Regions from separate parts of the Danio rerio genome. Here region 1 is linked to region 2. Evidence: chromatin contacts called from public Hi-C data. All regions are on one chromosome and are shown on one strand. The core of a region is the stretch at or near the end of the contact, and the rest is flanking DNA. Distances in the headings are between cores, read along the strand shown.

Region 1 (5,837 bases), core at 1,474-3,973, 210 kb before region 2:
CAAAAAACAACAACAACAATACAGTCAAATATACTGGCAGGTGCGGGTGTTTGTGCATGTGTGCATGTATATGTGTGTGCATGTAAAGGAAACTTGGTAAACAGTTCAGAGTACATACAAAAGGTACAGTAACATTCACTCAATGAAGCAAGTAACATATTATATATATATTATAAATATATATATATATAAATATATATATATAAATATATATATATATATATATATATATATATATATATATATATATATATATATATATATATATATATATATATATATATATATATAAACGAAAAAAAAACAGATATAAAGAAACCAGTCAGTGATGAGTGATGACAGTAAACAAGCAAGAGAGGACAACAGCAATAATCATCATCATCAACAACAACAACAACCACTACAATGATAATAATAAGAATAAATCAAAAGTACTACAATAACTACTACTACAGAGAGCTTCTAATGTTATGGCTATTACTACTGCTACTACAGCCACAACCACTACTACTACTACAAAAATGTCTGCTACAACTACTGATACCATTACAATGACTACTACATCTACTACTGATACTACTACAGCAATGCCTGCTACTACAACATCTTCATTAACGTCTACTACTTCTGATACTACTACACCGACAACGACTACTAATACTACTACTACTACACATCCACTACCTCTGATACCACTATACCAACGACATCTACTACTACAAATACTACTTCAAAAAATAAATAAATAAATAAATAAATAACCCAACTATAACCACTACTACGACTATGACTACTACTACAACAACTACAGCAACCTGAATAATGACAGTTTTAGAAAAACTTGTAAAAATGATAATGAGGAGATAACAGGACAAGTCAGGACAGTAGTAATAATAATAATGATAACAAAAGTAGAAGTACTAATATTAATGAAAATAGTGAGGAGGTGGGGTGGGGTTGGGAATTCAGGTAGAGGACAAATAATAATAATAATTAGTAGGAAAAGGAAAAAGAAGAAATAGAAGATTAGAGAAGAAAGTAAAAAAGGAAAGCAAAGAAAGAGTAGAAGAAGAAAAGGAAAATAAAAAAGCAAGTGGAAACAAATTGCAGCAGACAAAACAATGAGAATATTAAGAGAAAAAACATTACTATAATAATGGTAATATACTCAAAGAAAAGAATTATATTGAAAAGAAGAATTTAGGTAACACTATGATGAATTATTAATAAAAATGTATTTATGTAAACGATTTGAAACTTGACCATTTATCTATCATCATCCAAACAACTTACACAATAAAAAAGGGGAAACAAAAATCCATACCAAGAACCTCAGATATCAACTATATTGGAAAAAAACAATAAATCGGTGTTTTAGATTGGGGTAAAGCTGAGGTTATATTCACAGTCTGACTTTCTCCTTAATCTAATTTCAGAAAAGTATTGTTTGCAAATTCTTAATAGGGATATCATATAGTACCAATGACAATCTAAATAAAACATTGTTCACAGTCCATTAAATAGTGGTAATGTTGTTATTAAGTCATATTTACATGCGATTTCAGACAGTATTCAAACAATCTTGGTAAACAAACAGGGACCACTTCACAACCCTAATGGTCAAAACTTACTACCGTTTAAAAAAATGAACGAATGTGTGCACATAAAACCCTTTATTGAAGTAAATTTTGTTTTATATTCTCATTTTTATGACTTTCTCCTAAATAATTATTTCAGAAAAGCATTTTTGTAAATTCTAAATAGTGAAATCATATTAGCAGCTAAAGACTATCACAGTAATTTACAACATTCACAATTAATTAAATAGAGCTAATGTTGTTTTGAAGTCCTGTGTACACTTCAAGTACCATGGTAAATAATATAAGGTGTGTGTCACAAGTTGTCACAGAACGAATGTGCAAATATAAAACCAATTTTAACGTTTCCTTAGTGCGTTTATTGAGGTAAATTTGGTTTTATATTCACACACTCGTCGGAATTTCTCTTTAATAATTACTTCTGAAAAGTATTCTTTGTAAATTCTAAATAGTGAAATCATATTAGCAGCCAAAGACTGTCACAGTACAACATTGTTCACAGTCAATTAAATAGTGCTAATGTTGTTTTGAAGTCCTGTGTACACTTCAAATGTTCAAAGTAACCATGGTAAACAATATAGGTAGCGTGTCACAAGTTGTCACTGAACGAATGCGCGAATAAAACACCAACTTTAAAGATATCTCAGTGCGTTTTAGCACTAAAGCTTAGCATTCATATCACCAGTCTGACATCATCCAACGTTAGCTGTTCGCACCTTGCTAACTGCTCGTATATAACAACAAACCACCAAAGGGAATATAATAATAGCGCATGTCAACATTAATCGATTTCTTCTAATGTATATTTGTATTTACAGAACGTCAAACGTCCTATTTAATGTTAAACTGGCTGCAGTCCAAGCACTAGAAGCTTCGAGCGCTGATAAACAGGCCGTTGTTTACAAGACAGAACCCACCTTTTCCGCGCTATAGCTCGTTTATTATCCGATCCAGCGGGGTCATCCATTTGCTCCATGATTATTAAATTAAATATTCGCTGTTGATATGCTGATCAAGGCGGAAAATCACCGAAATTTTTAGGTTAAAGGCCTTTTTTAAGCGAACGTACGATTATCAGGGACAACAAGAACAAGGCGTACGGCCAAAATGACGGACAGGAAGTTCAAGGTTGTAGAGTAAAAGTCCCCTTCTTGCTGGCGAATGAGGGCGTTGACTTCCGGCACACCTCCAGCAGAGCCCAATGAAACCATAAGGACGTTTTATGGTATGTTTTGATGGCTGAGCACGAAAATAAAATATAGTTCATGACAAAAAATACGAATGGTCATGCACATATTTTCTATTAATGACCAGCACGTCATGTGGAGGATATAAACTAGATATTTTCCATATAAAATTGAAGTCCTTCATGCATCTACACTTTATAATGTTATTGTCTTGTTTTTTCTTTGTCTTCCTTTTTATGGAAAATATATTTTGTTTTTTCGCCATATCTAACACACATCTGTGACCGAGATTTGTTGATAAAAAAGTGGAGTTAAACATTTTCAGAGGGATATGCAGTTTTGATGGTCTTTGTCGGAAATATATTTGTGAATTTCATATATTTAGACTGCTTTAAGCAATAATGAGTCATATATTTAGGCTATTTCAATTCTGTTTATCCCATTAAGGTAATTATATTTTAGAGATTTTATGTTCTTATAAATTTCATACAATGGTATACACAATCTGACAAAAGTCTTGTCCTTGTTCCCAGTTGTAAGAGCGACAAATAATAGCTTGACTTCTAGTTGATCATTTGGAAAAGTAGCAGAGGGTAATTTTTTTTTTTTGATGATTCATCTGTTGAGCTGCATTCCAATCATCACAGATACTGCAGAAAACCTACTACTGGAACCAGCATGGACTCAAGATACTCACTAGAAATTAGTCAAGTTTGTTGAAGGAAAAATCATGGTTTGGGGTTACATTCAGTATGGGGGCGTGAGAGAGATCTGCAGAGTGGATGAAAACATCAACAGCCTGAGGTATCAAGACATTAGTGCTGCCCATTACATTACAAACCACAGGTGAGGGCAAATTCTCCAGCAGGATAGCGCTCCTTCTCATACTTCAGCCTCCACATCAAAGTTTCTGAAAGCAAAGAAGGTCAAGGTGCTCCAGGATTGGCCAGCCCAGTCACCAGAAATGAACATTATTGAGCATGTCTGGAATAAGATGGAGGAGGCATTAAAGATGAATCCAAAGAATCTTGATGAGCTCTGGGAGTCCTGCAAGAACGCTTTCTTTACCATTCCAGATGACTTTATTAATAAGTTATTTGAGTAATTGCAGAGATGTATGGATGCAGTCCTCCAAGCTCATGGTAGTCATACACAATATTAATACTTTTTCCACTGCAGCATGACTCTTTATTTTATACTGTACATTATTTCTGTTTTGTGACAAGACTTTTGTCTAAGCAAAGTCAGACCTTACTGTCTTAAATTATTAAAAATCAAGGCATGATCGTATTTTATTTTGGTAAAATAAGCGTAATAGAGGCCTTTGCCTTTCATATAAGCCACTTCTGATATTAAATGATCAACTAGAATAATAATAATTCCACAAATTCAAGCATTTATTAAGACAAAAAAAAATGACAACAATGTTAACAGATGGGATTTTTTATTTATTTATGATGTGACATGGAAGGCACTGCATTGCATCATATTTTGCATAGGACCACCTCTTTACTTATGAGAAATTAAAGTTAAGCAGAATTTAAATTAAAGTGACTCTTTTCTGATCCCTATGCGGATATTTGCAAAAGCAATCCACCTTCACATTTAAAACAGATCAATATTTTCTTTCTTAACCGTTTTATCCATGAAAAAAAAACAATTTTAAGGCGCTGTTGCATTCAACACTATGAATAAATAACTTTTCAACAACAACAACATAAAAAAAACAAACAGAAATCAAGTACATCGGTCATAGTTCTCCAAACAAATTATGTAAGAAGAAATTATAATCGTCCAGAGTTTTCCCCCCAAATGACTTACAAACAAAGAATATGTATTAAAAAAAATAAGATTGACATTTTTATAGGTTATTTAAACCTAAATACATTCCCTGGGTTAATTAATGCCCTTATTTAAAACATGAAAAGAACATTTTAATCAAGCGTTATCAAAAAAGGCAGTTTAGGAATTCAGAACCAAAGCACCATGAGTAATATGAACAGATTCTTATCCAGCAAAATTGCAAACACCCTTTGAGACAGGTTACTTGATCTTATTAACATATATACAGTACAGTATACTATAAATAGTATATGACTACACAGAATTTAAGGTTAAAAAAGAGCCCAGTATATACAGTTTGTGTTTCTGGACTATTATTGCTATGAAAACAATCTCCAGTACTTTTATTCCCCAAGTACAGCTCTACAATAGTATTAAACTAAATTGTACCAACAGTGCAAGTTAGTTCATGACTAGACGAAGACGATTTTCACTATTTATATGATTTAGCTACATTGTGATGCGTGCAAAAGAATCAAGGTTTCATATTCTGGAGCAAGATATTCTTTTGGGTGACCCATGCTGTTATTGTATAATAATGCCATATACATCGTCCAGTTTTCTTTTTCTTTTCTCTGAGGTCTCTAATGAAACTGCAACATACTGTTTGGCACAGGAATAGTGGAACGGCACCTCCCAAAACACTGAAGTGAGAGTCTGACCTTCGTTCTGTGTTCAGGTCAGTAATGTGGTCATCACTTTGACACAGTTGTTTGGTCACTCTTAAAGACGTCTTAAAGGTGCAGAGGTGATTGATGTAGCGCTCGGCGAGCTTCACTGCAACTCAGCTCTTTCCAGAAACTTCTTTTTGGAACCTAAAACAAAGTCAAATCAAGTCTTACGAATTCTAATTTATGACAAAAATGTAATAATATAAAATTACATTCATTCATTTATCATTCATTTTTATCAGTTTATCCGGGGCCGGGTCACAAGGGCAACAGTCTCAGGAGAGAACTCCAGACTTCCCTCTCATCAGACATTTCCTCCAGCTCGTCTGGGGGATCCTGAGGCGTTTCGAGTCCAACCGAAAGACATAGTTACTCCAGCATGTCCTGGGTCTCCCCCAAGGCCTCCTGCGGGTGGGACATGCCTGGAACACCTCCCTAGATAAGCCTCCAGGAGGCATCTGAAAATGCCAGAGTCGACTCAGCTGGCTTCTCTCGATGTGGAGGAGCAGCGGCTGTACTCTGAGCTCCTCCTGAGTGAC
Region 2 (6,158 bases), core at 993-3,492:
AGCTACATATCGTCGTCACCATATACTATATAACAACATTTCTATATAATAACTTTAACTGATCAGTAAACAGTCATTAGTTAATTAAAGTAATTGGTAAGTAATAAAACTATGGTACCTATTAATCATACGGTTTTGAATTTGATTGTAATGCAATAATGTGCACCTTTTGTAAAGATGTTTTAAAACAATAATTTTTGAGAAAAAATTAAAAATTAAACTTGAAATTAGTTGAATATTTTAATTGAAATCTATATTGTAATAAATGTTGCTATGTGATCAGCAGATGGACAGCTATTTGGGTTAAATGCAGATTTCAATACATTGCCTGATCTCTCTTTTGTCACATACTCATGTTTCTTTTTTTTTTTGGATTTTAAAGCAGTACAACCCGGCTGTGATTTCAACAGTCAAAACAAACAAACAAACTAATAAAAAAAAACTGTAATGTTTGTCTGTAAATGTTTCCCAGAGATGGGTTGCGGCTGGAAGGTGATCCGCTGCGTAAAAATGTGCTGGATAAGTTGGCGGTTCATTCCGCTGTGGCGACCCCACGACAAGAAAATGAATGAATGAATGAATGAATATCGTCAAACGATTACATTTTTTTGTAGATTTAATAATAAATTAAACCAGTATATTTAACATTTAAATTAAAAAAATTGTAACAAAAATATCTATAAATAAAATTATTCATTCATTCATATTCTTTTCGGCTTAGTCTCTCTATTAATCTAGGGTCACCACAGCGGAATGAACCGCCAACTCATCCAGCATATGTTTTATGCAGCGGAAGCCCTTTACGCTGCAACACATCACTGGGAAACATCCATACACATTCATTCATACACACGAATATTTAGCTTAACCAATTCACCTGTACCGCATGTCTTTGGACTGTGGGGGAAACCAGAGCACCCGGAGGAAACCCACGTGATCACAGGGACAACATGCAAACTCCACAAAGAAATGCCAACTGTCCCAGCCGGGGCTCGAACCAGTGACCTTGCTGTGAGGCGATTATGCTACCCACTGCGCCACCATGATTCCCTAAATAAATGGATTCAAATATAATTAAAAATGTGCCTTAAGTTGCAGGTATATTGTTTAGCAATAGCCTAAAATACATTAATTGAAACGATCATTTATACCAAACATCATTAGAATATTAAGTAAAGATCATATTCCATGAAGACATTTAGTAAATTTCCTACTGTAATATGAAGACTCAATTTTTGATAGACAATATGCATTGCTACGAACTACAGTTTTTGGGGCAACAACTTAATTGTTTTATGTTTAATCCACTTAAATTTGTAAAAACTAATAAGTTAACTTAATTCCTTTATGTTGTCTCAACACAAATCGATTGTGTGGCCCTACTGAAAAAAACAGCTTAAACCAGCCTGGGCTGGTTGGCTGGTTTTAGCTGGTCGACCAGGCAGGTTTTATAGGGGTTTTGGCCATTTCCAGGCTGGTTTCCAGCCATTTCCAGCCTGTCACTTCCAGGCTGGTCAAGCTGGTTTTAGCTGGATTTAGCTGGTCCTTTTTCAGCCTGACCAGCTAAGACTAGGCTGGAAATGGCTGGAAACCAGCCTGGAAATGGCAAAAACCCCTCTAAAACCAGCCTGGTCAACCAGCTAAAACCAGCCAACCAGCCTAGGCTGGTTTAAGCTGGATTTTTTCAGCAGGGTTAACCTGACTTTTTTTTACAGTTAACTGCAGCTATGTTTATATATAATAACTTAAACTTTTAAAAGCTGGTTAACAGTTACTTAGTCAACTAGTTAATAGTTAATTAGTTAAAGTTATTAGTAACTAATAAAGTTATGGTAAATAATAACCATAACTTTTTTTTATTTTGATTGCAATGCTGTATGATGTGCAACTTTTGTAAAGCTGCTTTCAAGCAATAATTATTGTGAATTATTATCCAAGTTTGTTATCCAAATAAACTTCAATAGAATTGAATTGGTCTACGTCAGTGGTGAAAACGAAAGCCGAATTCTCGTAAAAGTGTTTGTTTTGAGTCTTGTGTATTCGTTGTGTCCGATCACCCTCTAGTGGACAGACACGTTAAAGCACAGTCAGCTTTCACAATAAAATCACAATATAATGTTGTTTACAGTAAACTGAGAGGATTTTCTTTCTCTTTTCTCTCCCCCCTCTCCCTCTCTCTGTGACACACACACGCACACAATAAGTCACTATGTTCTCTCTCTCCCTGGTACTACAGAGAACAATGGAAACAATGCAGCTGTTCTGTGGAGACTTCACTGCTCACTCACTGACGCTGTGATGCTGCACACCGCCGAAAATGAGTGAGGTGAGACGGTCAGGATCAGGCTCCTATCGCCCGAGGTCCAGCTGGATAAAGGTGAGACACTCTTATTAAACGTTATAGATCAATTTTAATACAGACAGACTCAAGAAAAAGTTTTTCGATAGTTTCTGTTTGGCTTGTTTGTCTCGTATGGGCCTACCCAGAAACAAATGTATTGACGTTACAGTATGATACTTTCTGCTCGATTTTATCTGACATTTCTGATCAGCTATTTAGTTCGAAATGGTGAAAAAGGTGTTATTTCTACACATGCACGAGTTAAATGGGTACTTCACTTAAAAATATACTCTTATTTTAGTCTCCCTCAAGTGGTTCATAGTTTCTTTATTCTGTTAAACTCAAATGAAGATACTTTGAAGAATGCTGAAAGCTGTAACCATTGACTGCTGCCAAACAAATACTGTGGAAGTCAGTGGTTACAGGTTTCCAGCTTTCTTCAGAATATCTTATTTTGCGTTTGGCAGAAGAAAGAAACTCAAACTGGTTTGGAACAAGGAAAAGGAGTAAATGGTGACAAAAATTTACAGTTTTAGTTCAGTTTCTTATTTATTTTATCACTTGATTTTTAAATCAACAATAAATGATCAATAAGTTATGACAACACTTGTTTTTATGTTAATCCTAATGTATTAAACCAAGTTAATCATGTAATGTTTAATTTCATTTCAGTTAAAATGACTCATTTAAGGCAACCAGGTATTTCCTACACTGCAATAAATGTGTTGCTCCCTTTAACTTTTAAGTTGAATCTAATTAGTTGTATTAGTTGTTTCAACTTACATCAATAACAATGACGTAAACATCAAGTTAAGTGTTTTTTAGCGCTCTGTAGATTTAGACTAAGAATTTATGTTAGATTGGACAGTAAGTATGTTTGCATCGATTTTAATATGATTAAGACAACAGTCAACCATGTAAACAGCTATTTTTGATTACCTCAATCTGACTTAAATCATAGTTTATCTGAAATCAGATTAAGAAATGTGTTGTATATTTATTTTAGTCACATTATTAAAGTGCAGTACAGACATGTAAACACCTTAATCAAACTATTACTGTGGTGTAGGATTTTCGCCTCATTTTGTGACAGGATAGTCTATACACACGGCTATTTGACACTATTTTCTTATCGATTCCACAGACACACACAGACTGCGAAATGCAGAGGGTTTTTTTCTCCCATTCGGCGTGCGGTATCAAATTCCATTAAAACAACACTCTTCTAGCAGTTCATACTGACATCCAAAATCTTGTTTGTCATGGGGGGCATACATGAAATGTTCCTGGATGAAAGCGAAAGTGCCAAACTGCAGTTAAAGTCAACAAATAAAAAATGAAACGCCTGAAATGACATGAAATTCTGGAGGAAATGTGGATATCGTGGTGACGCAATGACGTTAATCAAATTATGTGCTATAACATGTAAAACGGGTTTATGAAAGGAACATTTAGAAAGCAACTCATGTAAACACCTTGATCATATTATTGTCTTATTCAGATCAAGGCAAAAAAATTCGATTACTGATGTCCATGCAAACGTAGTCACAAGTCCCAACCCTAGAAAAAAGGTGTTCCTTCATTTTGATGACAACCTTTCAACAGGTTTGTAGTAAGCCAATGTAAGGTTAATTGCATAATGCAAATCTTAAATTCATGCTAACAAACAACTGATCAAAAGAAATAGATTAATGCAGTTAAAATTAAAATGTGTATATTTTGTGGAATAAAATATTTTCTAGTCATCCACTATATCTCTGTGGTTTAAAAGGATGGGTTCGGGCACCATTTTTTTCACCAGTATTGTTTTAAAAGTATCAATTTAGCACCGTTATCGTTATACTCATTTAAGGCAGCCAGGTATTTTCTACACTGCAATAAATCGGTGGCTGCCTTAAATGTTTTAGTTGGATCTAAGTAATTTTATTAGTCGTTTCAACTTACAGAAATTAAAATGACTTAAAACATCAAGTTAAAACTGTAGCTTTACACTAAGAATCTCTTAGATTAGACAATGTGTGTATACTGTAAGAATACTTCTACTGGTGTGTCTATATATGTGTGTACATACTTATATATTGAATAATTGCTGAAGAAACTTAACTTTCTCAAAATGTATCTAATTAGGCACTAGTTTTTAATAATAAATAACTACTAGTGTATAAAGAAAGTTTTAGCACCTAATAATTACTAGTATACAAATTGCACTTGTATAATTGAATACATATTAGTCAACAATGAATAGATACAGTGCATCCATATCAGCCCCGGGACATTATATAGGCAGGTGTATGCCTTTTCAAATTATATATATATATATATATATATATATATATATATATATATAAGTCCAATTAAGCTGTTGAAACATTTCAAGAATGATCAGTGGAAACAGAATCTACTTGCGCTCAATTTAGAGCTGTCCTCCTGGCCTTCATTGGAAAAACTGGGCTGTGAATCCATACCACATCACAAGCAGAGAACCCAAATAAAGAGTCTTTAACACTTAATTTATGTCCAATCGCCAAAACAGGAAACTCATTAAAACTCGCAATTCTAACTTTAGAACTCAGAATTCTGACTTTATAACTCGCAATTCTGACTTAATAACTTGGAATTCAGACTTAATAACTCGCAATTCTGACTTAATAACTCTCAATATTGAAATTATAACTCGCAATTCTGACTTAATAACTCGCAATTCTGACTGAACAACTCGCAATTCTGACTTAATAACTCTCAATATTGAAATTATAACTCGCAATTCTGACTTAATAACTCGCAATTCTGACTGAAAAACTCGCAATTCTGACTGAAAAACTCGCAATTCTGACTGAAAAATTCGCAATTCGGACTTAATAACTCGCAATTCTGACTTAATAACTCTCAATATTGAATTTATAACTCGCAATTTAGACTTAATAACTCTCAATATTGAATTTATAACTCGCAATTCTGACTTAATAACTCTCAATATTGAATTTATAACTCGCAATTCTGACTTAATAACTCGCAATTCTGACTTTATAACTCGCAATTCTGACTTTATAACTCGCAATTCTGATTTTAAAACTTAGAATTCTGCATTAATAACTCAGAATTGCGACTATAACTAAGAATTCTGACTTAAAAACTCGCAATTCTGACTTTATAACTTTGAATTCTGACTTTATTACTCAGAATTCTGACTTAATAACTCTGAATTCTGACTTTATAATTTATTTATTTTTCATAATTGTTTTCAATTATTATTATTATTATTATTATTATTATTATTATTCAGTGGTGGGAACGGGCTTCCATATTATTGTGTGTAGAGTTTTGAGGAAATAAATAAATTGAATCCATTTTGGAACATAGCTGTAACTTAAAATAAATGTGGAAAAAGTAAAGCGCAATAAATACTTTCCGGATGCACTGTATATATATAAATATATATATATATATATATATATATATATATATGGGCAATTCCATGCAAATGTCAACCTTGCCATAAAAAAATAATTATCATATACACATATGTTTTATAAAAATAAGCATTTTCTCAAATATATGCATGTATGTGTGTATTTATATATACAAAATAAATATACACAGCACACAACACACTTATATTGTCAAAAAAACTTATTTTAGAGCACAGAACTTATATAAAAAGTTTATATAAAGAGTTTAAATGCAAAAACCTCTAACTGCTTCATTAGCATCTTTTTCCGACTCTTGTGTGTAGGCTCAAAATTTTACATTAAATAAGTTATTTTCATTGCCTTTAAAGTGAAATAATCTTAACATAAACACAGGAGGCTGAGAAAAA

The links. A called contact is a pair of places that touch in the nucleus more often than the background predicts.
Region 1: a Hi-C map of hematopoietic stem cells shows a contact between it and region 2, with 5 times the contacts expected there. The contact joins the promoter of si:dkeyp-44a8.2 here to the promoter of slc44a1b in region 2. A contact is called at or near these places in 3 of 18 Hi-C or Micro-C datasets (caudal fin, hematopoietic stem cells and an unstated tissue) and 2 of 4 datasets of contacts at active chromatin or transcription factors (caudal fin and embryo).

Annotation. Positions count from the first base shown.
Region 1 is chr14:7,144,505-7,150,341 of GRCz12tu, reverse strand. It overlaps si:dkeyp-44a8.2, which reads right to left and starts at 2,723. Exons shown (of 4, transcript XM_068213297.1): 1 at 2,516-2,723. All of the region lies in intron 15 of adam19b (ADAM metallopeptidase domain 19b), which reads right to left.
Region 2 is chr14:6,938,274-6,944,431 of GRCz12tu, reverse strand. It overlaps slc44a1b (solute carrier family 44 member 1b), which reads left to right and starts at 2,242. Exons shown (of 14, transcript XM_073922502.1): 1 at 2,242-2,377.